Linked DNA regions of Sus scrofa: region 2 is linked to region 1. The links are chromatin contacts, called in public Hi-C maps. All regions are on one chromosome and are shown on one strand. Each heading gives the region's core, a stretch centred on a gene start, on an enhancer-like site or on the middle of the called end of the contact. The rest is flanking DNA. Distances are from core to core; before and after follow the strand shown.

Region 1 (5,671 bases), core at 1,684-4,183:
AACCACTCTGCATCATGATAAGTTCCTCCGAGGGATTGTAAGCCCCGTGGACAGGCTGGACAGCCTGGGCACATTATCTTGCTCCCAGCCTGCCCCACAATACCATGCTTATTAGCACAGGAGCTTGTCCTAAGTATAAGCTCAGAGAGCATTTTTTTTCCAATACCTTCCAAGGGTTTGCCCTCCATGGACACTCCAGAATACACTAGTTCTCAGGTAATAAATGTCTGAAGCATGTGTCTGAATGTACTTGCTTCAGAACTCTTCCTGGCCCAGCCTCCAAACCCACCTGAAATGAATTTGTTGTAGGTATTTTATATTTAATTTACTAATAATTTACTAATAGTCACCACTAAAGAATTTTCTTTTCTTTCTTTTCTTTTTTTTTTTCCTGTCTTTTTAGGGCTGCATCCTCGGCATATGGAGGTTCCCAGGCCAGGGGTCAAATCAGAGCTATAGCCGCCGGCCTACACCACAGCCCCAGCAACACAGGATCAAAGCTGCGTCTGCAACCTACACCAGAGCTCATGGCAACACTGGATCCTTTACCCACTGAGTGAGGCCAGGGATCAAACCTGTGTCCTCATGGATACTAGTTAGAATCATTTCCGCTGAGCCACAACAGAAACTCCTTTCTTTTTTTGTCTTTTTTGCTATTTCTTGGGCCGCTCCCGCGGCATATGGAGGTTCCCAGGCTATGGGTCCAGTCGGAGCTGTAGCCACCGGCCTACGCCAGAGCCACAGCAACTCGGGATCCGAGCCGCGTCTGCAACCTACACCACAGCTCACGGCAACGCCGGATCGTTAACCCACTGAGCAAGGGCAGGGACCGAACCCGCAACCTCATGGTTCCTAGTCGGATTCGTTAACCACTGCGCCACGACGGGAACTCCCCTGTCAGAAGTTTTTTCTTGAAACCCCTGCCCCTTGAGTGTTCATCAAAAGCCAGTGCTTTAGAACAGGGTCTCTCAAACGTGAGCGTGCAGGAGAATCAAGTGAGTACATTTAAAATGCAGATTCGGAAAAAAAAATTGTATTGGGGGAATAACATAAATAAATAAATAAGTAAATAAAATGAAGATTCTGTGAGTTCCTGTCATGGCTCAGTTCTAAGGAACCTGACTAGTAACCATGAGGACATGGGTTCAATCCCTGGCCTCACCCAGTGAGTTATAAGGATCCAGCATTGTTGTAAGCTGTGGTGTGGGTAGCACACACGGCTTGGGTCCCGAGTGGCTATGGTGTAGGCCGGCAGCTGCAGCTCTGATTTGACCCCTAGCCTGGGAATCTCCATATGCCGTGGGTACGACCCCAGAAAGCAAAAATAAATAAATAAAATAAAACACAGATTCAGGAGTTCCCATTGTGACACAGCAGGTTAAGGATCCTGGTTGCTATAGCTGTGGAGTAGGTCACAGTTGTGGTTTCAATTCGATCCCTGGACCAAGAACTTCCGTATGCAACTGGTACAGTCAAAAAACGGGGATTTGAAATTTTTTTAAATAAAATGCAGCTTCCCGGCCCTCACTCCTGGGGACGCTGAGGAGTAGGAGTTGACCCTGTGAGGAACTTAGGGAACAGTTGTCTCAGCATAGGGACCAACAAGTGCAAAGGCCCTGAGGCAGGGAAAGAGTGCTCCAGGAGCTATCAACAAAGTGAGCAAAAGGAAAAGGGGCAAAGGCCAGAACAGGCAGAGCCCTGAGGTTGGCATGTGATTGGGTTTTTATCTAGAGGTTTTAACTAGAGGCCACTGAAGGTTTTAAGCTGGGGGGAACTACAGATCAGATTTTCACTTTAAGGAAATGACTCTGGCTGTTCTGTAGAGAACGGATTATTAAAAAGGCAAGGAGGTAGACAGGAGAACATGGCAGGAGGCGTCTTCAAAAGGGATGGTGGTCTGGCAGGAGATGGACATGAGACAGGACAGCCATTGAGGCAATGAGGATTCTGAGTGCTAACCTCAGATCTGTTGCATCCTATTGTTTCTGCTCCCATTTTCTGCTATTTCAGTTATTTTATCTCTTAACCCCCTTATTTGTTGCCTCAACATAAAAATGTTCTTTTTATTAGGAAAATAATACATTCTCGATATTTAAAATGGAAATGGTACAGAAAAGTAAAAGGAAGAGGAGTTCCCATCGTGGCTCAGTGGAGACGAATCTGACTAGCATCCATGAGGACACAGGTTTAATCCCTGGGCTCGATCAGTGGGTTAAGGATCCAGCGTGAGCTCAGGTATAGGTTGCAGGTGAGGTTCAGATCTGGCATTGCTGTGGCTGTGACATAGGCCAGCAACTGCAGCTCCAATTTAACTCCTAGCCTGGGAAACTCTATATGCCCCAGTGCAGCCCTAAACACACACACACACACACACACACACACACACACACACACAAAGGGAAAAAAAAGAAATTAATTGCCAGCAATCCTGCTGCCCTGAGATACTCCCATCCTTCCAGACATTCTCCACATGAATAACATGCACTTTGCACAAGCAGAACCACACCACACATGCTGCTCTATAGCCTGCTTTTCTCTCAGTATAAAAAAAATCATGATTCCAAGTGCATAGATGATGTGCCTTCAATGGGGTTAATTGAATCTCATTTGGTCAGATTCCTTTGCTATTTGTGCAAACTTCCTAAGTCAAAGAGAGACTTTCAAAAAGTATAGCTCTGTGTTCACAAAGTTAGAAAACACAACTAATTTTCCTAAAAGGCAGGGGAAGAGCTAGGGGATTTAAAAATTAAAATACCAGAAGATATACTCCAAAGCAAAGGAGTAAAACACCAGTGTAGTAATTTCCTCCCAGAAGGGAGTGTGACGCCTGGGCAAAATTCCATTGTTTATTTTGCATGGTCTTAACTCAAGCTACACAAAAAAACAGAGAGTGGTGGCAGGAAGTGCCTTTCTGTGTCCCGGCTGAGATGGGGCTCCCCATGCGAAGCCTCTGGAAGTCTCAGGATTAGCTAAGAATCCTCAGAGCAACTTGCCCAAAACACTAATTGTATTTGTGTCTCTGTCTTTGATTAGTGGCTTAGTCAGCTTTCTGGCTTATTATCATCTTAATCTTTTTTTCCTTTAATGTAATAAGACTAAGACTCTAGTTTTATTTTTTATTTTTCCCCAGAGGAAAATAACTAGAAACTTGAAGGTATTTTATATACTCTTTATCTCTGGATATATATTTAACAGTCTCGGTCTGGGAATGTTGTCTCCTTTCTCACCTCAGTCAGCAAATGGTTGAAATAGAAAGCAAAGGCCTTGGGATACCCGAACTCTGTCTAAAGACACTATTTGCCTTCCTTGGGTCAAATATCCATCCTACAGCTTAGCAAAGAAAAGAATCAAAGCAACAATGTATACTGGGGTTTTACATTTTAATGATCTAATGTGACAGAGCAGGACTAGTCACATGTTAACTGTAAAGTACAGGTGGTGTGTATATGATCTTCCTTGTGCATCTAGATCCTAAGTTACTGCATTATCTAGATTACTTGCTTTTATCAGCAAACAGCAAGCCTTAGTGGCAGGCAACTTTTAGAAAAAGATTTACATTTTCTGGAAGAGAGAAAAGTAGGGGCTCTTTGTCATTTTCCAGAATTTTCTATAGGAAGGGCAGATAATGAGTGTTTGTGTCACCTGTTTCCGCAATAGATTGTAGTCCCTTTTCAAAGGTTTTGAGATTTTGTTAATGTAGCCAATGTTTTATTTATTTTTAATTATATAAACACATATGAACACTTAATTGTGAAAAAGCTAACATAATACAGATAAAAATTTCTTTTGGGGAGTTCCCGTCGTGGCGCAGTGGTTAACGAATCTGACTAGGAACCATGAGGTTGCAGGTTCGCTCCCTGGCCTTGCTCAGTGGGTTAACGATCCAGCGTTACCATGAGCTGTGGTGTAGGTCGCAAACGCGGCTTGGATCCAGCGTTGCTGTGGCTCTGGTGTAGGCTGGTGGCTACAGCTCCAATTAGACCCCTAGCCTGGGAACCTCCATATGCCGTGAGAGCGGCCCAAGAAAATGGCAAAAAGACAAAAAAAAAAAAATTTCTTTTGAAATTCCCACCTCCCCCAAATCTCCAGTCTCCCCCGAGACAGCCCCTGCCAAATGAAATCATTTTTTTCAGTTTGATATAAATGCTCTCAAACTTTTTTCTTATGGATTTTTAAATATATATGTACCCACTTAAAGCATGTGATATTGTTTTATTTGTTTGTTCTCATAAATGGTATTCTACCATATTTATCGTTTTATAATTAATTAGCACCTCCCCTCACTCATCAATATGTCTTAGGGCTTTTTCTAAGTTCCTCAGAGCTCTTTTTTTTTTTTTTTTTTTTTTTTTTTTGTCTTTTGTCTTTTTGTTGTTGTTGTTGTTGCTATTTCTTGGGCCGCTCCCACGGCATTTGGAGGTTCCCAGGCTAGGGGTTGAATCGGAGCTGTAGCCACCGGCCTACACCAGAGCCACAGCAACGCGGGATCCGAGCCGAGTCTGCAACCTACACAACAGCTCACGGCAACGCTGGATCGTTAACCCACTGAGCGAGGGCAGGGACCGAACCCGCAACCTCATGGTTCCTAGTCGGATTCGTTAACCACTGCGCCACGACGGGAACTCCAAGAGCTCTTTTTTTAAATTTTTTTAAATTTAAGTATAGTTGATTTACAGTGTTGTGTCATTTTCTGTTGTGCAGCTAAGTGACCCACTCATAAATATATGTACATTCTTTTTCTCCTGTTATCTTCCATCATGTTCTATCACAATAGTTTGGATATAGTTCCCTGTGCTATACATCGGACCTCATGGCTTATCCATTCTAAATGTATAGTTTGCATCTACTAACTGCAAACTCCCAGTCCATCCCACTCCTTCCCCCTCCCCCTTGGCAACCACAAGTCTGTTCTCCATGTCTATGAGTCTGTTTCTTTTCTGCAGATAGGTTCATTTGTGCCACATTTTAGATTCCACATATGTGATATCATATGGTATTTGTCTTTCTCTTTCTGACTTACATCACTTAGTATGAGACTCTCTAGTTCCATCCATGTTGCTGCAAATGGCATTATTTTGTTCTTGTTATGGCTGAGTAGTATTCCATTGTGTATATGTACCACATCTTCTTAATCCATTCATCTATCAATGGACTTTTTAAGTTGTTTCCATGTCTTGGCTATTATGAATAGTGCTGCCATGAACATGAGGGTGCATGTGTCTTTTTGAATTATAGTTTCGTCTGGAAATATGCCCAGGAGTGGGATTGCTGGATCCTATGGCAGTTCTATATCGAGTTTTCTGAGGATCTGCCATACTGTTTTTCGTAGTGGTTATACCAATTTACATTCCTACCAACAGTTTAGGAGGGTTCCCTTTTCTCCACACCCTTTCCAGCATTTGTTATTTGTAGACTTATTTATGATGGCCATTCTGATCCATGTGAGGTGGTACCTCATTATAGTTTTGATTTGCATTTCTCAGAGCTCTATCTTATTAAAGCAAACAGATCCATTGCATTTCATAGTGTGCCAAGCTGGCTATCCCCATTGTGTGTTTTTAGCCCAAGTCTCTATTGAAAGATATTAAAGTTGTTTCTGGTTTGTTTTTTCACCATGAAAAATAATGCTACAGAAAACAAGACTGTATACCTCTGTGATTTCCCACACATG
Region 2 (5,671 bases), core at 1,025-3,524, 62 kb before region 1:
AAAAATTGTTATGCATAATATAATTTCAATCACATTAAAATGTGTAACAGAAAAAAACTAGAAAAAAGAAAGCAAACTGTTAACAGTTTGCTGCTGGGTACATGACAGGTAACTTCTCTGTACCTTCCAATTTTTCTGAAGTAAACAACTATTATTTTTATAATCAGGTACAGGGATTAAAATACTTACTATCTATATAACAGCTGCGGTTCAGAGAAGTTAAGTGACTTGCTCTAAAACAGAAGGTATTAAGTGGCAGTAAAGACTAAAACCCTTATATCCTGAATCCAGGGTGTTCTATTTTGCCCCAAGAATTGCTTCCCTTTCTAAACCACAGCCGTCCCAATTAATTTCCCAAATAAATATTAAGTTCAAATTTATTATTCCTAAAATTAAAAGAATACCAATGTGGCTATCTCATTAAAAATTACCATAAAACTAATACCAATATGGCACATGCTTATAAAAGAAGGAAAACACTTAATGCTCAAATTGTAAACTAATTGTGTGAAGAGTTCAAGAAATTAGATGAGTCAAGAGATTACACCCTCCTAAGTCATGGCTAGGGCACTGTGCAACCCATTCTGAGTAGTCTGTAGTCTTTATGAGCTATAAAAACCAGGCCAGGTAAGAGAAAAAAGGCAAGGCAACCTGTTGAGTCTTATAAAATAAAATGACAAAGTGCACCTGACCAATACATCCCATAAAATTTCTGCTAAACATTTGAAACAAATGTAGCTTATAACTTTATACTACAGAAATCATGAAGCATTTGAACCATCTATTCTGGAAGTCAAGAAGTGGGTTTCTCTCTGTCAACATAGGCGGATAAGAGTACATTACCAGCAGTCAACTGGTCTGTGAAGATAACTTTCGCTGTGAAAAAAACAAATCAATTCCACAATCAGAACCCAACTTCAACTTGGCAATCAAAACTAGCACAATATCCATGGCAGACGTATCATACAGGAAAAGGGGGATCTAGTCCCTTCCTCCCCTTCTTTTCGAGTCCTATTAAACTGTCAAAGACTCGAGAAATATGTGCAACTGCAGTTCTAAGGGAACAACATTTCAGAAAATTTTCTTCATTCTAAGTGGTAGCCAAACAGCAACATCATCTTAAACCCCTACTGTGTAAGAGACAGGCCTAGCGATAAGTTTCTCAATGCAAGTTACAGGCCCCACCAACATAACATGTTTTTACTATAGCTGATTTCATTCTTCAGTACCGAAAACATTAAGTAATGGTTATGTTTTCCTAGATTATTTTAAACTACAGCAACCGCACTAGCATCATCCCCAAAGCACAAAACACAGGGCTTTTATTTTGATGAGTTGATTAGGGCCAAGTCTGCAACGAGGGCGCAGCAGTGGTGGAGCCTCAAAGGCGCCGTCCATCACTCGGCGTGCACAGCCCGAGTGACAGCGGCTACACTCACCGCCAAGACACGGCCACGGGAGGCTCTGGGACCCGTGACCGGCTTTGCCCTCTCCACACCGGCAAATCAAGAGTCTTTCAGCATCTCCCCAAGAAAAACTATCCATTTCCTCCCCTAGCTTGGTCAGAAACCATGAAGTCTACAGGGTCTTTTCTGCATTTTCTCCGAGGAGGTTTTCGGGGGAAAATACCAGTATTGAGATTTATCACCTCACAAGACGGCGACAAAAAAGCACCTTCTGTCAAATACAAGGGAGCCCCGAGGGCGTACGTGACCGCCGGGCCCACGAGCCAAGGCGACGGCGGCTCAGTCGCTGCCCGCGGACGTCCCAGACCCCGCGCGCGGCTCTCGGCTTAGGGGCGCAGGCCGAGACGGGCCTCGGGAGGACGGCTCTGGCTCGGCGGCTCCGGGCGCGGCCCGCGACCAGCGGGAACACTGGGGGACGGCGCCCACCTGGACCAGGGCGGGCACCTGCGGCCGCGTAGACGCCAGGCCTGGGGTCGGCCGGCCCCGCTCCTTCCCTCGCCGCCCGCCGCTGCCCGCGCCTTACCTGCGGGCTGTCCTCCAGCGTCTCTTCGATGGGCAGCTTGTCGATCCCCGGCATCGTGGCGGAGGGAGGGAGGGAGGGAGGGCGGCGGCAGGAGACGCGGCGACCGCCCACAGCTCCCTACGCCCGCCTGCCTTCAGCAGCTGACCCCGACCCGCCCTCTCTAGCTGGCTCTGCCGCCCTCGCCTGGCGCCCAGAGGCCTCGCGGCGGTGAGGGAAATCCCGCCCCCTTGGACTGCCTGCCCCACCTCCCCACTCGCTTATTGGTTCGCGGCGATGTCGGTCAGCGTGGGGGGTTGGAGGGAGGCTCCCCCGCGTTGAGCTCTGCGCAGATCACGGGCCTAGGAGACAGTGGAGTCGGTGGAGGCGGTAAAGGCGGCGCTGAGGGGTCGAAAGCGGAGCAGCTTGCACACCTCGAGCACCTACCCTGGCTGCTCGCGTAGGGGTGTGAAGTGTAGTAGACAGTCTTCCCCGTGCGTCCCTAGGAACCTAGAGTGAGGACCACAGTCGGGAACCTAGGGCAGTTTTACGTATCCCCCACCATTTTTCATCAGAGACCATGAAGGAGGCCTCACTGCCGGCGCCTTCTTTAGTTTCCTTAAATTATAATTTTACAAACCCTGCCCCAAGCTTCCAGTCTCCCTTCTCCAACAAAATGGTGCTGGCTAACTCAGATGTCTGGGAGATCTGAAGTTGTGTCAACCTGACTTCCCGGTAATTCTTGGACAGTAGAAAAGATTTTTTTTCTGGGCACTTGGGTATCAGTATTTTCAGTTAAGAGCACGCCTTTGTTGCTAGTTCATCGGTTCTTACCTGGCCTTGAGAGGCTGACACGCCGCAATTCAGACTTTATTTATTTACTTTTTTAATCACAAATGAAGGCATCTCTTGAAAATCAAGGTACACTGGTTTATTATGTTAATAACTGATTCGCATTTCTGTTAAAGTTTTGGAAGAATCTTTAGATCGCTTCTTCAGCCTCTAATTTTTTTAAAGGAGAGAAAAGTGAAGCTCCACTCTAGAACTTGATCTGTATTAGATCTGCCTCTTTATCATTTTTCCCAACCTCACACTGCCTTGTTTGTTCTTCTGTAGGGTTATAAGAAGCCATACAGATTCTTTTAGAAAAATCATTATACAGAGAGAATGGCAAAATCATTAGTGTCTTGTAAATATCTAGCCATTCATCCCACCAATCCATTCCATTTTCATTCAAGAAATATAAAAACTATTGAATAAAGATTAGTTACCTGGTTCCACAAATAAATTAGAACAAATCCAGATAAACGAACAAATCCAAACACAGTAACCAGATTGGAAGTTAAGCAGTTTTAAACTAAAATGTCCCACAATCTCATGATAGAAAAATAAAATCGGGTTTTAAATATTTACCAGGAAGTCTTGCAGTATGGTTTCACAGAGTTATCCTTAGTGTTACAAGCTTTCAATAAGGACTCTCCTTTTACATTTTTTTATCCACTAGTCACCCTCTAGAATAGATGATTAGTTTCTGAAAAGTGGTTTGCTGTCAGTTCTTACACGGTGTTATTGGTTCCCAGCTGCTTGGATATACCCAGCATCGTACCGATCTCAGCAACACAACTCTGCCCTTTGACATTTCTCCTCAGCACAGTGGCATGCATCCTGACTGTAAAGAAGGAAGACTTTGAAGGTAAGAAACATTCTTGGGTGAACTGTGATTAGATTATAAAAGAAGGAGAAGAAAGCTAGTTGCCGTTGATAAGAATCAGGAATAAGTGACAAGTGAAAACAAAGTGTAAGAAAGAAGAGTAGTTATATGGTATAACTGAAGGGGTTTGGCCAGTTAGCTTGGCCAAACCAAATAATTCCAATGAAAAAATTCTCTTAGGTATCTGAATTATCTGGGTGGGGTATTATCACAAAGTTAAATGGTTTCTTGCTTTGTATGTTCCATGCATCTAAGCTGTATCTTTGTAAAGGCTTCTCAGGAGGCCCTTAAATTATCTGGTGGCAAGGAATTCTTGCCAGGCTCAGCTGGTTAAAAAACACAACAAACAAAAACAAATTGACATACAGTTGGTTGGAGAGGCAGTTTAGTCAAATTATAAAGCTAGAAAGGATCTTAAAAGGCTTTCTGTTTGGATCCTCTAGCTTTATGCTACTGTTCACTCTGCTCATCCGGAAAGATGATTATATTTCCTGTTGTAAAACTTCCCTAAAGCTATGGAATTACAGTCTCCTTTGATAACCAATTTAATTTTAATCAGCCTAAGTTCTGTACAATTGACCAAACTCAGTTCCTTTTACACAGGAAATGAGGCTTGTTCAGAGAATGCCTCCAGGCTTACTGGAGACTCATGTGTGGGTAGCATAGTAAAAACTTTGGCCAGCTGGTTAATTTTATGGATGGCAAGGCAGGATTAAACAACATTCACCAAAGAATTCTTTGAGACATTTCACACATATAATTTACAACAAAAGGACATACAGTCTTGTAAATGGTTAATTATTAGTCTCATAAAATTATATTTGATCTTCTTATAGTTAGGTTTTTACATGATACTTCTTGAAATTCTGATCTGCGGTCTATAATAGAAAAGACTCCAACAACCTAAATGACAGTGGTGCTTTACTTTTCAAAATTATCCCCCTAGGTTAGTGGTTACCAGATTTATGTACACGTAAAAGTCATCTAGGGGAGGTTGTTAGAATACAGATTACTGAGCTTAACTGGAAGATTCTGATGCAGTAGGTCAGAGGTAGGGCTAGGAATCCCAAAGATGAGTCCATAGCAGGTCATCCTCAAACCACATGTTGACAGACACTCTCCAGAATGGAAAATAGCCATTTCCCATTCCCAAATAACCTTGCATTTTAGAAAATTTAAAGAGTCGAGTGAACATTTGGGAAGGAGTCTTTGGTTCCAACAGAGGAAGGTGAGAGGGGCGTCATTTCCAGAATCACCTAGAGAGCTTGGGAATCCTCCTACTTTTGAACTGAAAGACTCCAACAGTCCAAAATTCAGGGGGGAGGAAGATTCCTTTTATTTATTTATTCATTTTGCTGTTTAGGGTCACACCTGTGGCATGTGGAAGTTCCCAGGCTAGGGGTTAAATCAGAGTTGCAGCACCCAACCTATACCACAGCCACAGCAATGCGGGATCCTTAATTAACTCTCTGAGCAGGACCAGGGATTGAATCTGCATCTCTGCATCTTCATGAATACTAGTCAGGTTCTTTTTTTTTTTTTTTGGCTTTTGAGGGCCGCACCCATGGCATATGGAGGTTCCCAGGCTAGGGGTCTATAGCTGCTAGCCTACACCAGAGCCACAGCAATGCCAGATCCTTAACCCACTGAACGGGAGGCCAGGGATCGAACCCTCAACCTCACGGTTCCTAGTTGGATCTGTTTCCGATGCTCCACAATGGGAACTCCACTAGTCAGGTTCTTAACCCGCTGAGCTACAGCAAGAACTCTTTCATACTCTTTTTAAGAGTATAATATATAATGCAAATAATTCTAGATGTTACCTAATAAATCACTCCTTAATGAGACTCACATTAACAGATAATTAGCTGTTTTCATCCAGCTGAGAAGAACCAAACTGAAGAAATGAGTATATTAATTGGTAATTTGGGAATCTTAGTCACTTCCATCTACTTTAAAATCTTAGATTCACTGGCAGAGTGAGGGGAAGCCTTG

Evidence for each region. Hi-C and Micro-C count contacts between places; a contact is called where the count stands out from the background.
Region 2: a contact with region 1 is called in a Hi-C map of epiblast stem cells, with 2.9 times the contacts expected there. The contact joins the promoter of HESX1 here to the enhancer-like site in region 1. A contact is called at or near these places in 2 of 5 promoter capture datasets (fetal skeletal muscle and liver), 18 of 47 Hi-C or Micro-C datasets (adipocytes, alveolar macrophages, embryonic fibroblasts and 11 more) and 1 of 2 datasets of contacts at active chromatin or transcription factors (skeletal muscle).

What each region holds. Positions count from the first base shown.
Region 1 is chr13:39,023,758-39,029,428 of Sscrofa11.1, reverse strand. No RefSeq gene overlaps it. Among named protein-coding and RNA genes, the nearest start is that of IL17RD, 20 kb to the right of the region's middle. Within about 2 kb of position 2,933, at least 1 of the 83 cell types and tissues checked has an H3K27ac peak or open chromatin away from gene starts, as enhancers often do. A contact at or near this core is called in epiblast stem cells, where this site is marked.
Region 2 is chr13:39,085,529-39,091,199 of Sscrofa11.1, reverse strand. It overlaps HESX1 (homeobox expressed in ES cells 1), which reads left to right and starts at 2,274. Exons shown (of 6, transcript XM_021069007.1): 1 at 2,274-2,355; 2 at 3,546-3,658. It overlaps APPL1 (adaptor protein, phosphotyrosine interaction, PH domain and leucine zipper containing 1), which reads right to left and starts at 2,043. Exons shown (of 22, transcript NM_001134966.1): 1 at 1,990-2,043. The coding sequence starts at 2,043.